Regions from separate parts of the Ovis aries genome. Here all the other regions are linked to region 3. The links are chromatin contacts, called in public Hi-C maps. All regions are on one chromosome and are shown on one strand. The core of a region is the stretch at or near the end of the contact, and the rest is flanking DNA. Distances in the headings are between cores, read along the strand shown.

Region 1 (2,729 bases), core at 21-2,520, 47 kb before region 3:
TGGTCTAATGAAAATAATGTTACTTGTTCATTTGTCCAATATTCTTTCTTTTGCCTAATCTTGGATCTTGTTAACTAGAATTTACTAGGGGCACCTGGAAGTCAGAGAAACAGAAGGGATGCAGCAGGCACTGCTTCCCAAAATTCTGTTCCAATAACTCCCCAAATCTGAAAGCAAAACCAAGTGGCTTAGGACTGGAGGGGCCATGTGACCACACAGCCATAAGGAGCACAGAGACCAGAACTAGTCAACTAAGTCATTTCATTATCCTAACAGAATTTCAGGAAATGCTAAATAAAAGGATGGAGCCTAAAGATTTGCCAACCACTTCATGGAGTGGTAGAGTGCCATATTTCAAGCATTTCAAACACAGTTCTTGAAGGCATTTGTTATTTTCATAAAAGGAAAGGCAGAGAGGCAAAGAGTGCTGCTTGCTACTGGGTCCAGCAGACTAGGATGTGAGAGAAAAAGCCAAGGGCCACAAACTACATCCTGCCATAAATGGTAAAATCCACCAATCCTGCCAGAAGCTGCATGGTCCTAGGTATGTCTCTTTCCCTCTCTTCAGTTGCTTATGTAAACTGGGGATCTCAGTTTCTGTCCCTGCACGTTTGCCATGTGGAAGAAAGGAGCTAATGAACTTAAAATTATGCACTCAGAAAGAGGATGGCTTGAAGTAATTACAGTAATAGTACAAACAAAATATTTGTATTTTGCATTACTAAATACAAAATTGAACGCCTAGCACGTATAGGGCTCTTCTTGCTAGATGACCGCCTGTGCTAAGTGCTTTTCACCCTTTAATACTGTAGTCATCACAATTCATTTTCCAGATGAGAAAGTCGAAGCTCTGAGAGGTTTAGTATCTTTTCAAGAATTGGCTAAGGTGGGACTCTGCCTTAGGCCTGGCCAGTACGGTTGGAGACTGGGGACGGGGGTCAGCCTTGGGCGGGGGCTAGCCCTGGGGTTAGGACTGCGGGTTGGGACAGGGTCAGTTAGCCGGCAAGGGTCCGCACCTGCAACCCAGGAAGAGGTGGTTGGCCCAGACCATGGAGAGGGACAGCAGCTGGTCCAGGCGGCCGCCACCGTCGGGTGGATCGCGGTAGTCGGGCAGATGGCGCAGGATGAATTCCATGCGGGCCTTCCATTGCTTCTCGCTCTCCGAGTAGGAGCGGAACTGCTCAGCGAAGTCAGTCGCTCGCCGCACACCCGAGATTAGCTCTTCCACGGCAGCGGCAGCCTCGCCACCCACCATGGCGCCCTCCACCGCTAAGGGCTGGACCCGCCCACCGCCTTCCCGACATGCACCGCGCCACCGCTCTGCGGCTAGAGGAGCACCGGCGGCGCGCGACTGCGCCGGAGGATTGGTCTGGAGCGCCCTCGGCGGGCGCGGCGGCCTCACCCAGCCCGAACCGGCACCTCAGACCTCAGCCGGCGCCTCTGGAGTGGCTCTACCTCAGGGCCTCAGGGGCAGTTCTCACTGGACCGAGTGGGAAACCAGTAGGGAAACGGAGGCCTTCCCAAGCACAGAGCAAGGACGGCCCTCTCCCATTCGGCAGCTGGACGTCAGTCAGGGCTTTTACTGTGTCCTTGACCTGGGAATTCCCTGAGCACCTGGCCCGCGGGACCATTGCCCACAGTTCCGAGGAGTTACAGGTGTGGTTGCTCAGGGTCTACTTTTATCCATTCCCAGAGGCCTTGACACTCCACCCAGCTTGTGGCCCGCCTTCCTGGAACCAATTAGCGATTCAGCTGAGTGCTTGCCAGACCCTTTGCTAGGTGCTGGGATGTATGAGAGCAAACTCAGAGCGCTCCTCTAGTGAACTTTAGTCTGCTGGGGGAGATAGACATTATTAGTGAATATTTAATAATTGCTCAAGGAAGACTTTTGAGCATTGACGAAGTTTAATAAAAGAGAGACCCAGAGTGCCAGGAGCATGGATAAGCAAGAGACCTGATGCAGACTTGGTGGTCAGGGAAATGATACTGGAGAGCTGAGGAACTGACAAGAGTTAAGTACCCGGAAAAGAGTAGGGCACCGCAGGAGACCCCGAACTGGTGAGAGAACTGCAAGATCTGTATGACAAATCCTAGAGTAGGGGGACAGTGGAGGAGATAAGGATGCAAAGATCACCAAGGACAGTAGATCACAGAAGGAGTTGTGGCCTAGGCCCTAAAAAGAATGGGGAGCCACTGAAGGATTTTAACCAGGTATTTCCAAAAGATGTTGGCAGGAGCCAAAATGGAAGTGTCTGGAGGAAATAAGCAGGTGAGTTGGCCTGACTCTGCTGTCGGTTCTAGGGTCAGGTAGACCCACTGACAAACGAGTTCATAAAAGCTGAATTTCACATCTCATTCAGGAACTGGGAAACCACTTGCACTTCCATCAACCTTGGGAAGTTATTGAGCTAATAGGCTTCCCCATCTTCCCCCATCAAATGTGGGTTGAAGTACAGAACTGAGCCTAGAGTCCAGGATCCAAGGCTTCAGTGTAGGTCCAGTATTGTGAGGCTTAGGAGCAAAGCAACCTATGAGTCTCCTGCTTCTGCAGCTTGTGATGAGACATCAGGGCCTCTAGCAGGCATAAAACAGGTATGGAATGGAAATATCAGGCAGTCTCACAAGTAGACTGTGCCTGCAAAAAACAGTACCAGGCTCAGTGACACCCATTGTGGTTAACAATAGGGAGGCATGCTACTTTTACCCTGGTTATTGGGAAGAATGTGAAC
Region 2 (2,733 bases), core at 234-2,733, 42 kb after region 3:
TTATTTCTTGCCAATACAGCAATCAGGCTCCCATCCCCAGTCAAACCAGCCATGCTAGTACTTTTTATTTTTGGCAGTGTGGTAAAATGGAAAGCACATGGGTCCTGGGGTCCGCTGGACTAGGTGCCCGTTCTGCTGCCACTTGCTAGCTGTTCTACTGGTGGCAAGTTGCTAAATCTTTTGAATAGGTAACATGCAGTTTTCCTGAGGATGAAGGAGGATGACTAACAGTCCACAGCCCAGATCAGGTGCCCTATAAATGGTCATTCACTCCCTCTTCTTCCTCTAGGTCATTTAATAACTGCTTGCCATGGGATCAGGATGGCTAAGAGGAGGAGCCTGTCCAGTCCTCTCCTACATGTAAACCCTTTACAACTAGCTCTAACAAGAGCAGTTCCCTTCAACTGTGCCACTGTATCTTGGTACCTCCACTCTCACCTCAGATATGCAGCTACCATCTGGACCTTGACCATGAAGTCCACAATCATTCAGTTTTTTTCCTGGCCTTCCCTTTGGCCCACAGTGGGAAATCTTGTATATGTCCCTCAGTTTCTTAGTGCTAACAGCTCTCAGGGAGTGTATTTGCACCCTTCCAAAATGTAGGCACCAGGAAAAGTGCTAATGTGCACCGTATACACTGAGTCAGACCCTGCTATACAGTTATAGTCCATATATATATATATATATATATATATGGCCTCAGGAAGCCTCCAACCACCCCATTCTACAGAAGAGGAGAAAGAGACCCAGAGATGAATTCACCTGCCCATATGAAGCAGCCTTGGAACTGCAGAGCCAGAATTAGAGCCTCCCTATTTAACCATTTTGTTACATGCTCACAGTCTGGGACACCTGTTTCTGGGCGCTGAGCTTGAGGTTCAGAAAACCTACCAACTGACTACTGAACGCTGGAGCAGATCTAATTGGGAGGTGATACCCAGCCCCTCAATCTTGCTGGCAAACTTCCCTAGACTTTGTGAATGGAGGCCATGGAAGAGAAATGTTGCAGTGACTCCCTTGGAGCTCGTATTTCTTTCCTGTGGCAAAAAGTGCTTATTTCAGCATCCATCATCTCCCTCTTTGTTGTGTAGACAATCCGCCCTGTCTGAGGATTTGTGCTATTATGAATTTGTTTATTATTGGATTTATTTCTCCTATAAGCAAATGTGTTCACAACATTCCATCAGGGAATCTTCTTAATTGTCACATAAATGTCATCTTATGTAAATTGAATATTTATCTTTCCACAGAAGGGGTGGAGGGAAAAGAAAGGATAAACAACCTTCAGTCTTGGAGAGGGGAGGCGGTTCCTGTTTCAGTTCACAACTCACCCACGTGCCTTCAAAGTCAAAGGTGAGGTTGAAGAAATTATTGGATCATGTTTGAGGGATAGCCAAAAAGGAGGGGTTAGAAAAAGTTGGCAATGATGCTTTGAGGATATTGGGCCTGGCTCCCAGGTCTCCCCCTCCCCCAAACCCCGCCTGAGTCCAGACCACCCCTTCCCTAGCTGGGAGCATCTGAGAAGGCTGCAGTTTGCCCCCCACTTCTCCCCATCCAGAAGGCCAGCCAGGCTCCTTCCTCGAGAGAAGGTGAGTGCGGCGGGCGCAGCGGGCTGGGTGGGTGTGGCCCGCGGCTCCGGGAACGGACCCAAGGCCCCGCCAGCGCCCGAGAGCCGCCCGACAGCCCGCCTGCCTGGCGAGCGCAAGCTCTTCTTCCAGAAACTGCGAGGATCCCAGCGAACTGTTTGTGCACCACAAGGTCAAGTCGGGAAGTGGAGCCGGAGGAGGAGGGGCGAGGAGGCGAAGGGTGGGGAGAGGGGCGCCCCGCTTCCTCGCCAAGTGCCAATCCTTGGAAGTTGCCCCTTGGTTTTTAACCCTTTAAGGGGAGTGGGAAGGAGCAAGGGGGAAGTGGATACCCTCGGGCAAACTCCTACTGGAACCAGGACGTGCAGCCACCCACCCACTCACCCATCACTGCGTTCTCTACCCCCCGGAAATGCGGGGCTAAGCCGGGTGCCCGGAGGCACTCGGGCGGGGGGAGGGGGCGATAAACCGAGAGGGACCCTCTCTACGGACCGCCCCTCCTTCTTGAGGTGGCCCACAATTTCAAGTTTCCCCAGCCCGGGATGTTAGTTTCCATCTGCTCTGGGTGGGGGAGGAGAGCCGCGCCCCCTCCCCCAGACTCGCGCGCGCCCCTCCCCTCCGCTCCTGCCAGCACTTTCTGCTCACTTCTGGCGCTGCAAAACGCCACGCGATTTATTCGTTTCGCATTTTTAAACCAGCGATTTAACCAGCAGGGCCTAGAGCGAGGGTCTTCCAGCGCTGGAACCCCGGGAGGCGGGGTGCTCTGTGCAAACCTCGTTCCCTCCGCGAGTGTCGCCTTCAGGCTGTTATTTGCAAAGAAACGTCTTTTTGACGCAGGGAGAAATGGCAAATTTTAAGTACGTCATTAATATGGCGCCAAAAGATTTTTTTAAGTATAAGCTTGCTTTTTTTTTTTTTTAAAGGTTGCGGGGGGCGCCGCCCCGGTCTGGGGCGCGAAGGGGGCGGGGTGTGAGCAGAAAGTGTGAGTGAGAGTGGAGGGGCGGGGTATGTGTGTGAGTGTGTGAAGTGTGAGCAGACCTGATGGGACTTGCACGGGCGCAGCCGCCGCTTGGGCCCGGCCCTGGGGACAGGGCGGGCTGGGGGTGCCCCAGAGCCCGTGGGGAGTACAGGCCCGAGGTGCAGGCAAGAG
Region 3 (2,735 bases), core at 37-2,536:
TGGCAGCCCAGTGTTCCCTGGGGACCTAGCTCTGTGCCTAGGAGTTTCCCCTCAGAATGGAGGTCAAAAGGAAACTTAGGGCTGGGGAACTTTGCTGCCACCTGAAACCAGGCTGGGAGTTCAGCAGATGCATAATCAAGACCGCTGCATTTGCCTCAAAAACGATAAATATTTGTATCGAGTTAGCCCCCAGGCTAGGGGATGTCCAGGTTTCTGGTTTTGCCTAGGAAAGCACCCTTAGGGAACCTGCTAGCACCTGGAAGGGCAGGACATGATAGACATAGGAGCTGGGAAGGGGCAAAAGGTGTCTGGGGGGTTGGAAACTGGCGCTTACCATTCAGTAGCTGTGTGACCTTGAGCAAATCTCTTGGCATCTCTGAGCCTCAGATTCCTTGTCTTTGAATGGAGGTAATAATACCGCCTGCTTCAGAGCTTTGATGGAGATAACAAGACAGGATGCCGGCGAAGTGCCGAACATATAGTGAGCGCTCTGAGAGTGCCAGCTTTTGTCACTATTTGCAGCAGGCGGGGAAACCCGTGGGAAATCCGGGCGCATCTGGGAAGCTGGGGGCGGTGGGCCGGTCTTCCCGGAGCCCCGGGGCGGGGCGGGGCGTCGCAGGTTGGGCCCCGCCTCCCCTGTCCCGTTCCTCGGGGCCGGCGGAGCCTCCTTGCTGCCGCCGCAGCTGAGTCACTGCGGCCTGGCTGGCAGTTGGCCTTATCTCTAGACTTGTCTACCCCCTGAAAGCCCCCGGCCGGCCCGCCCGGCTACAGCTAATTTGCGCCAAGTCCCTCCGGCACTTCTGGAAAAGTTCCCCGGGGCCCATCGGTTTGGGGTTCTTAGGAAAGAGGGACCCTCCTTTCGGACTGCCTGGAGGTATCCAGGAAGCCCCCGGCTTAGAAAAATCTCCCTGTGGCTCCTGGCACAGCGCCTATCTTTCCACCGTTGGCTAAACTTTCCTTGGGATTGTAAGCATTGACTACTTCAGGCTTCTCTTTTTAGAATGCGCATTCCCACTCAGTGCTTTAAAGGGAAAACCAGAAGACTGGAACAGCGGGACGCCTGGACCCTAGGAGCCAAGGAGGGGAGGGGTACTGAGGGGCCCGCCTGGGATTTGGCTGCCTCCTAGGCTCCCTCAGGCCCCGCCTGCCGAGCTCCCAGCCCCCAGGACTCAAGGGGAAGTGGTGGGAGGGGGAGGGGGAAATAGAGCTGACAGATTCTGTAAACAGAGCCGGTTTGGGCCTCCGCCAAGGACTGGGTGTCCTGGCCCTTGCTGGGTGTGAGGCCCATCCGCGGCTCTGCAGGCCACCCCGCCCTGCCCGGCTGCCCCGGAGGTGCCCGGCCTACAGGCAGCTCCAGCCAGGATGTGTCGAGTTTGGGGAAGTTGGCAAATTCCCACTTGGGAAATGTGTCCTGAACTGTGGGTAGGGGCTTCTCTCTGAGAACTGTCACTGGTTGTTCATTCACCAAGTGCCATACTGAGGCATGGAGACAGCCTCCGGTCCCTGCCCAGGGAAGAAGCTGGCACTGGGTTTTCCTCCACACACCCTCTCCACCTCTGATCCTACCCCGCAAAATTCTACTGCCTGAAGCAGAATCTCTGTTAGGAGGCTGAGAGAGGAGGCTCAGGTTCTGAGAATGCTTCAAGACCCAGTCCTGCCCCCTTGCCTTGTTGTCAAATGTAGTCTCCCAAGCCTTTGATCTCATAAGAGCACCAAGAGAGCAGCAAGAAATGACCTGGAAAGGAGGAGAGGGAAAGGACAGGCATCCAGGGGTAGGCATACTCAAGGATGGAAGTAATAGCCAGCAGTGGATTTGTGGGAAGGAGGGGGGTCTTCGAGTGTTTAAGGAAACACTGGCTGAGGGATACTGGCACCCCAACAGGTGGAGACAGCTGTGGGCTGTGCCTTGGAGGAGAAGAACCCACGAGATGTGAAGAGGAGTCCTGATGGCAGGAGAGGAGAGAGGTTGACCAGTGAAATCTGTAGGGCAGGCTCCAAATGCCAGTCATAAGTTCTGGACTTTATCGTTAGGGCGATGTGTCCCTGGATGATAATGAGTGAAGTGGTCAAAAAATGAGTCCCATGGGCAAGTATGTTTAGGAAGCAGCGTTTTCAGAAAACCTAAACACCGATTCATGGGGTCTCAAAGAGTCAGACATGACTGAGCGACTGAACTGAACTGAACTGAAACACCATTCACTGCAGACTTTACCAGAGCCTTTTTTTTCATATACTAGTTAATGAGCATCTTTGTTCTCTAAGAAAGGGACAAAGTATACAGAAGACCCTCTGCACCTTAAACCCAGCCCCGTGGGACTTGGTGCTCTTCTGATACACACTGGGTTAACAAGTGTATCTTCCTTGTGGCTCTAGCCCAGGTGAAATGGATGGCACATGTAATCACCAAGGAAATCCTGGTTTTCCTAGAACCCAGATTCAATGACCATTTCCTCAAAGGGAGGTGAGCCTGTAGAGATGCCCCAGGCAAGGGCCCGTGGTCATAAGAGAAATTTTTGAGTCTAGCAGACTCACAAATCTGGGTTACAGGCTCCAAGCAATATCCTATTACCAAAATCAGGTCCCCAGGTTAACTTCGGTGAATCAGGGATACCTGGTCATGGTTAGGGAACCCCATGGCCTATGCAGAAAATGTACTGACTAGAGGTTATAGGTTGTGGCCTTAAGGCTGACTGAGGCTGCATTCATTGTAGTTCCTCCATTAAGACATATCCTGA

The links. A called contact is a pair of places that touch in the nucleus more often than the background predicts.
Region 1: a Hi-C map of liver shows a contact between it and region 3, with 4 times the contacts expected there. The contact joins the promoter of CDKN2AIPNL here to the enhancer-like site in region 3. A contact is called at or near these places in 3 of 16 Hi-C or Micro-C datasets (liver, skin fibroblasts and tail adipose tissue).
Region 2: a Hi-C map of liver shows a contact between it and region 3, with 2.8 times the contacts expected there. The contact joins the promoter of JADE2 here to the enhancer-like site in region 3. A contact is called at or near these places in 2 of 16 Hi-C or Micro-C datasets (liver and muscle).

The regions. Positions count from the first base shown.
Region 1 is chr5:43,609,229-43,611,957 of ARS-UI_Ramb_v3.0, forward strand. CDKN2AIPNL (CDKN2A interacting protein N-terminal like) reads right to left here and starts at 1,271. Exons shown (of 2, transcript XM_060415745.1): 1 at 1,017-1,271. The coding sequence starts at 1,255.
Region 2 is chr5:43,697,997-43,700,729 of ARS-UI_Ramb_v3.0, forward strand. It overlaps JADE2 (jade family PHD finger 2), which reads left to right and starts at 1,484. Exons shown (of 12, transcript XM_042250530.1): 1 at 1,484-1,589.
Region 3 is chr5:43,656,110-43,658,844 of ARS-UI_Ramb_v3.0, forward strand. No RefSeq gene overlaps it. Among named protein-coding and RNA genes, the nearest start is that of JADE2, 42 kb to the right of the region's middle. Within about 2 kb of position 1,287, at least 45 of the 54 cell types and tissues checked have an H3K27ac peak or open chromatin away from gene starts, as enhancers often do. A contact at or near this core is called in liver, muscle and tail adipose tissue, where this site is marked.